2 separate regions of the Zea mays genome follow, and region 2 is linked to region 1. A link is a contact called in public Hi-C data. All regions are on one chromosome and are shown on one strand. The core of a region is the stretch at or near the end of the contact, and the rest is flanking DNA. Distances in the headings are between cores, read along the strand shown.

What was found. Hi-C and Micro-C count contacts between places; a contact is called where the count stands out from the background.
Region 2: a contact with region 1 is called in a Hi-C map of leaf, with 7 times the contacts expected there. The contact joins the promoter of LOC103656040 here to the promoter of LOC100384716 in region 1. A contact is called at or near these places in 7 of 25 Hi-C or Micro-C datasets (bundle sheath, ear, endosperm and 3 more) and 2 of 3 datasets of contacts at active chromatin or transcription factors (leaf and seedling).

The regions. Positions count from the first base shown.
Region 1 is chr4:247,905,927-247,909,681 of Zm-B73-REFERENCE-NAM-5.0, forward strand. LOC100384716 reads right to left here and starts at 2,013. Exons shown (of 7, transcript NM_001322319.1): 1 at 1,796-2,013; 2 at 1,619-1,706; 3 at 122-1,141; 4 at 1-17. The coding sequence starts at 1,861.
Region 2 is chr4:248,048,730-248,052,484 of Zm-B73-REFERENCE-NAM-5.0, forward strand. It overlaps LOC103656040, which reads left to right and starts at 1,973. Exons shown (of 16, transcript XM_020552958.2): 1 at 1,973-2,096; 2 at 2,551-3,047; 3 at 3,504-3,599. The coding sequence starts at 3,534.

The sequences.
Region 1 (3,755 bases), core at 763-3,262:
AGAAGCAACACTAGCCGCTGAACATCAGAATAGTAAGAAAACTATGAGACGGATATTTCCAGAAGTAGTACCCCGTGCAAATTTACACAAAATGGTTTGTTAAAAAAGCAATGAAAGATACCTTTTACTGACAGTACAGTCATGTAATCATGATTAGATGCAGGATCATCAGCTGACGTACTGAAGGTCCTATCTGAAGACATAGTGACTGCGGATGGGAGTTGCAGTTTAAGACTATCACCATCCTGTGCAAGGAACTGCGATGTGTTAGGCAGTGTTTGGTGAAACACCGCATTATTATCATTTATCAACAAATGGCACTTCATGAAACCACCACCATATTTCTGATCCTGAATTCTCTCATTAACTTCTCTCCCTCTTTCACCTGTTTGACTAGAGTGGTTCTCATTCTCAAGCCTCTCAGAGTGTACCATAGCCTTTATTATGGAGTAAACTTGCTTGCTATTTCTCACATGGTTAATGATTCCAGGGTTTAGCCCAGATAATAGACCACTAGGAGCAGCAACCTTCACAGACTTGTTAGCCTGTACATGCTGTGTGGAACTGCTCTTTTTGAATTCATCATCCCTTTTCCTTTTGGGGGGTCGACCACGTGGCCTAGGCACCACCGCATTCCCATGAAATGAAGAAAGAAAGCCATTCTGCTTCATTTCTCTCCACTTTCTGTGTGACTCGCTTTCTTCTATAGCACCAGTAGTGCTGCCACATTCCGATGGATCGCTGACTTTTGACTGCCCCAATTTCTTGTAAGGGAAGAAAGGGTTAGGCTCTGCTACATCAGGACTATCTACTGTGTTAAGGTCCAACCCAAGACGTGCAACACTCATCCTATTATCAGCACGTTCTGGATCAGATTTAGGTTGTAGTCCTGTCCCGACATTCTCTTTACCACAGGGCAAGCAATCGCTAGCATGCAGCTTCTCCATTGATACTGCATTAGAATCACGGCCTAAGGTCAGACAAGGAGTTTCTGACTGAAGTGTCCCTGTCTGGTGTAATAAAGACACTCTATCTCCAAGTTGTGTGGCACCTTCAGCAGTCAACTGAGGAACATCCATGGTACATGTGTGCAAATGTGCTTCAGGTTGACCCAAAGATTCCAGAACTCCGGCCCTTGGATCTACAGGACGAAGTTATTTGAGCACAGAGTAAAAAACAAATGACTTATCAGACAAAAGAAACAGGCATTTTCCATTTCAAATTCGATTCACAGAGATATTATGAGTTTATGACATGGGCAGTGTGTAACAGTGTTCCAATTCTGCGTATGTAGACTGAGTTGATACTAGTTGAAACTTTAATAAGATGTAGTAGATGTGAATTCTTAGTTACTGTTGGACTGCTAAAAAGAGTGTGATGCAACCAAATTTCGTCTTACTGAGGTGCTGAAGAACACGCATCGGGGCCTAGAGATCTAAGCAGCACTGCGACGAGCAAGCGCAGAGCTGCTTAGAATTCAAGCAACAACGACAGCCCCAACGAACTGACACCAGTTTCTAGTCCAGCCCGTTCCGATTTAAGGTAAAGGCATGTGCATGGGGGCAAGCATGGATCGGGACGACAGCGCGAGAAACATCACGAAGCGGGGTGGCCTCACCTCCCAGTCCAGCGACCGCCAGCCGCCACGCGCTCCCCTCCACTGCTGCCGCGCCGCTGCACGCCCCTCCTCCTCTCCCGTCCAATTCCTGCACGAACAGCGATCAAGACCGCGTCAGCGCATCCGAGGCTCCCAGAGCAAGTACTGAGCGAGCAGGGCGCGAGCGGGCCCACCGACCTCGTGCGGCGGCGCGGCCCTCGATCCGGCGGGATCCGTGGCCCCGCGCGGCCCCGCGAGGTCCATCGGGGAGCCGGCGACAGCGGGCAGAGACGCCGGGGGAGCGGGACGCGGATCCGGGGCTCCGGGCTGCGGGCGCCGTCTAGGGTTTTGGAGCGGAGCGGAGCGGTAGTGAGGGAGGAAGAGACGCGAAGCTCCTGCGCGGTTTTCAAATCGAGATGGATCGGACGGGATTGCGACATTCGCGTGGGGGATTTATAGCTGCGCCTGCGTTTTCTTTTTCTTTGATTTTGAATTCGAGTGGAGGTGGGCGCGGCTGGTTTGGGATGGCGCACGCGCCGCGCGGCTGCGGCGGCCATGTGGGGCCTCCTCTCTGGTCGATTTGTTCGCGTCTCCGTGGCAAAGCGAAGATTTGAATTTGGTGGTGGGAAATGTCTAGGTTTAAATTTTGAATGCTGGGATCTGTAGCCTGGGTGTTGCCCATGTTTGTTTCAGCTTTTTGCAGCTTCTAGCCACTAAGGCTGTCTCCAACAGGCACTAGCCAAAACGGGCAGACATTCAGGCCGTTGGCTTGCCACAGTAATTTAGCTGGCCATCCATACGTCCGTCGTATCCAACGGAGCAGCTAAAATAGCTGGTTCCCAGGGCGAGTGGCCAGAAGCCTCAGAAGTGGGTCCGGATTGTCAGAGACGAAGGGGAGAAAATGGCTGCCGGCTCTGAACCAGCCAATCTAGCTTTTCTCTCTCATCCCCTCTAAAATAGCTGCTCCTTTTGGCTGTGTTGTTGGAACCTGTTTCTAGGCGCTACAGTAGCACCACGGCAGCCATATTGGCTTTGGCTGGCCGTTTGGCTGCTCCGTTGGAGTTAGTCTAAAAGCTGCTGCGGACTGCCAAACACTCAGCTTTTCAGCAACTTCTATAAAATTCGTTTGGATAAAAAATCATTCAAAATCAACATAAACATATAATCGGCTGAGTCGTCACAATAGTAGTAATCCGTCACTTTATAGATCCTGAGTCCTATGAACAACTTTATCTTCCTCCGCACGTAATCCTAATGATACTCAGATTCTATACACAGCCAGATTCTCTACACAGCCAGATTTTCGGAAAAACTGGTCAGAAAAAAGCTGAACCAAACACAGCTCGAGTGAATTTGAATTGTGAGTATGTTAGTTGACCATATGATTTAGCACACTCTTTTGCACCATAGATAATAATATTTGTATAGTAGAGTTTGAAATAAAATTTACAATAGAGAATGAAATAAAAGATCTGCTAAAGATAACCTTACCCATTACACTAAGGTTAGCGCCAACGCAGCCCCTTCCCGCTCACTGTGTCGCACGGAGGGGGCACACTCCAACGGTTTCCTCCCGTGACCCCTTTATCACCAAATCAACCATACATGTGGAGCTCTAATCCCCTTTCCTTGATCAGTGTTTTTAATTATGAAATTAATTATTTTCAAAGTTAATTATTTGATAACAATATGTATTACAGTACTATAAATATTGTAGTATTTTTAGAACTTCAAAAACTGATTTATAAAAGTCAAATAACTCTATTGAAGTGTATGGAAGCTGAATAGATGGAATGGTTGGAGAGGAGATAAAAATAGAGGGAAGGAGGGTGTTTTTAAATGTGAATAGAAAGTACAAATAGGAAAAATGAGAGAGAATGGTTGGAGTTAGCCTAAGATCAACTCCACCAATGGTGTGTATCCAATTATGAATATTGAGACTATAGCTATGGGTAAGGCACCACACGTATCTAACGTAGGAACTTACGGTGTATTGAATATGTGTGATGCCTTAAATTTTTGTTCATTCAAAGATAATAGTTGGATTTCATGCTGGATTGTAAATAGAGCACTTATTCAACATTGGTTGGTTTCCATCCACTTCTTACACTCGAGAACACCCCCTGAGGCTATACAATACACACTCTACTCACTTGCA
Region 2 (3,755 bases), core at 723-3,222, 140 kb after region 1:
TATCAATCAACTTAAACTCTTCAACAACAGTTGCAACCCGCTCTGCAATATTAGAGCCACTATGCGAAACATCAATAAGCCTCGTTCCAATGACCCTTTTCTCCAACAACCAATCAACATTGACAAAATGGGCAACAACACTAATGTAATCTTCCTTCGCATTACCAGACCATATATCAGATGTGAGTGCAACAGATGACACACTAGATTGCAATAGATCAATCAACACAGTACGACATTGCTTGAAAAACTTAACAAAATCTCTAGTTGTTGTCTGTCTACACACAGAACGGAACCTATGATTATGAGAGCGTCTTATGTAACGTTCAAAAGCAGGATGACCACGAAAACCCAAAGGAAGATCTAAAGTAGCAATCAAACGACATAGTTCAGTATGAGCAGTGGCAACATTGTAATCCCATGAACGCAAAAACCCATCACCATTAAACTGAAGTAAAGATTGTGGCCTACTTGCACGCTCAGCTTTAGATGCACAAGCAATACAATGTCGATGCAAATGACCTGTACCACCCTCAGCAGTTAACTGTGATTTGCAGTAGTGACATTTTGCTGCATTCCTGACTTTCTTACCAGTAACTTGTTTGTAGAGTTGCTCGAAGTCATTCCACACATCAGAGGTGGTTTTCCTACCTCGCTTGTTACCTGTGCCCGAGCTGCTGCCTACAACAGTTGGGCTTGCACTCGGCGTTGGCGTGAATGAAGAACTGCCACAGGCGCCACCTCCATTTCCTTGCGCCATTGCTGACACCGAGGAAGCTCGCGGGCTCGCGACCGAACAGGAGGTGGACTGTCCGTCCGCGCCGTGGCTGACTAGCCGAGAAGGAAATGGAACGTGGCCGACTAACCGAAAATGCGTCGTGGCCGCCCGCACCGGGAAGAGCCGTCGCCGCACCGGGAACGGGAGAGGAAAGCCGACTAGGGAGGGGACTGGACGCGGGGAACTGGAATGTGAGAACGGGAGGGGAGGGGAGGAGATTACTGGCCGCCTGGGAGGTAGAAGGACCGATGGACGATGGTACCTGGCCGGCTGGGGAGGCGGCGCGGCGGCGCGAGAACAAGAGGAGATCGGGTGTCGGCCGCCGTGTGGTTAGGTTTAGGGTTTGGTGACTTGGTCGTTTGGGGAAATGACCAAATGGGTGGGTGCCACTGCCAACCGGCAGCCGCTTTAGGAGACCGTATTAGGAGTGTACGGTCGGTCGGTCGCTGGTGGCTGGTGGCCGTTGGATGGTGGCGCCCGACGTACGGTCGGGCGAATAGGAGTCTTAGGGTTTTTAAGTTTAGTGGGCTTTAGTGTGTCTTGTGTCGTGTGAGGCCAGACACGACTCATACATTGTCTAAACCGGCCCGGGCCCACAAATAGGTTGGGTTGAGCCTAGGCCGTGCCTAGAATTGTGTGTTTTTTTCCGGTCTGTTAGACACAACCCAAATGTACATCTATAACCAGGCGAGGGCGGGACCAACAACCAATCAAACCAATTTATTTTTTTATTCTAAACTGTGTCGGTTTCCAAGCAAAATAGGTACATCTGCATCGTCGGATCAGATCAGAACGAGGCAACAAGATGCGTGGGAGGTGTGGGAGGTTCTGGAGTGTTCCAGTGCAAGCGGATAGCCATTCCAGTCTTCATATCTACGGATCTAAGCCAGAGAGTGAGAAAAAACGAAAAGAAGATCTTCTGGTTCTAATCTCCACCCTCCTCCTACTGTCAGCGCCTTCAGGGAAGGAACGCTGAATGGACGCGAGACGAAGAAGAAGAAGACAGAGTGGAGTTCGGGTATTGGTTATTCTTGCCCAAAACTGATCCATCTTTTACAACGACTAATGCTTTTATCAATTACACGGTTGGGCCCTTAGCGGATCCATTCGGCACCCGAAATCCAGGAACTGGGCTTCCTGGCACGTCGGCCCATCAGTCTGCCAGCCGAGGCTGCCTCTGTTGATGCTTTTCCTGTGTCCACTCCTACAGCCGCATCAGAATCACCCCGAACCTACCTAACCTGATGAGTTCCTCCGCGACCGCGCCGCGTCTGCCTCCCCTCCTCGATACTTGCGTTGCGTGAATTACCAGTACCAGGTATAGTCCTCTTCTTCTTGCGCGGTGGCTGCGCCGCCGTAGTCGTAGTCGGCGCGCCTTGGCCGGACGCCGCAGACACACAGCCTGCCTCACCGGGTAGCGCTGCTGCCAACTGTAGCTAATCTGGTCTTGCTGGTCCCCATCCCTAACACCAAAGAATGCCACCACTTCCTCCCGATTTATCCTGGCACCACCAGCTCGAACACGCCAACACTGCTTCTCCTTCATTCCTGATGGTCAATTTGGCCCGTTGCTAGAAATAGGGCCGGCAGTGTTCTTCGTCCTTCCCCTTCTTCGTTGGAACAAGCAATACTTAACAAGTGAGATCGGCATGGCAACCAACAAGACCATGACGCCCTCAATTTCGGGCTGGGCCGAGCGTTCGTTCGATCGAGATGATATGGCCCAACAATGAACTGCTCTTTACTTTTTATTTCCCTTTTGTCGGAGGAAGCCATGAACGACGGCGTCGCTAGGTCGCCGAGTCGCCGACGCTGTCAACTCCCTGCGGCATCACAATCCATGTCGCTCTAGGCGTGGGCTAAGCATCAAGCGACCCGACGCTCGCCGAATCAACAGCAGCGCCAGCGAAAATCGGACCCTAGCGACGCTCTCCGACCAAACCAAGCAGCGGCGCGGCCACTTCAGCGCTCAGGCAGTGGCTCGGCCACATCCAGGAGAGGGCCAGTGGGGAAGGCGCGGCGCCAAATCGAGGAGGGGTCGCCGCCAGGGCGGCTGGACGGCGCCGGCTCGCCGGCTCCCCGTGGCCAGGCGGCCAGCCGCCTCCGTAGCCGCTCCTGACATCTCTGCGTTGCTGCAACAGCATACGGCTGCATGGCGCACAGCGGCACAAGTACAGCCGCACAGGCACACGAAAGTGAGCGCGCCTCCGCGGTCCCCGTCCACCCCCAGCACCCCCTCTGACGTGCTTGCCGGCGAGTTGCGTACTGGGTGAGGATCGGCTTCTCATCTTTCTCCTCCTTCATGTGATACTACTTCTCCATAGGTAGCAAAAACAATTCCTCCCTATTTGTTCACTGTTTCTGCAGTGTTCTTTTGGCACTTAACTTTTACAAACTTCGGATGATGCTTGGTCATTTTGGCCTTTTGGGTACATTATGGGGGTCAGGTAGGTTTTGGGGTCAGAAAACGGTACACAAATGAAAGCAAATGTGATAAAAGGGTGAATTCATATTGATAAGGAATGTTGTCCAGCACGAGATAGGAGAGATAATGTCACAAAAAATCCTCAAGCTGAAACAAGAATATACTGTCCAGTTCATATGGGTATTACATTAGATCGAGTGACAAGGAATTATTAGGTGTTTGATCTGATTCTTGGACACAATCATGTTCTTCAGCCCTCCGTGCTCCTGGATACTTGCTGATTTTGGATTGTGCTTGTAGCCTCATTTGCCACACCAAAGCTCAACCAGGATGTTCCCGTGGGAGATGGACATTGATGGAGAGTCGAGCAAAACTCTGGGACAGATGGAAGACCTGGTATTGTGCGCCTTCAAAGCTTTTACTTGTGCTTAGTGAACTAGTGGAGTGATAATGCTTTGCTGTTGCTGAATTTCCTTTTCGGTTGTCATGCTAGTGGCTGCTGGTATTGCTATTCGAGTTGCTCAGTGAGAAATGAACTATGAAGCTAAGATG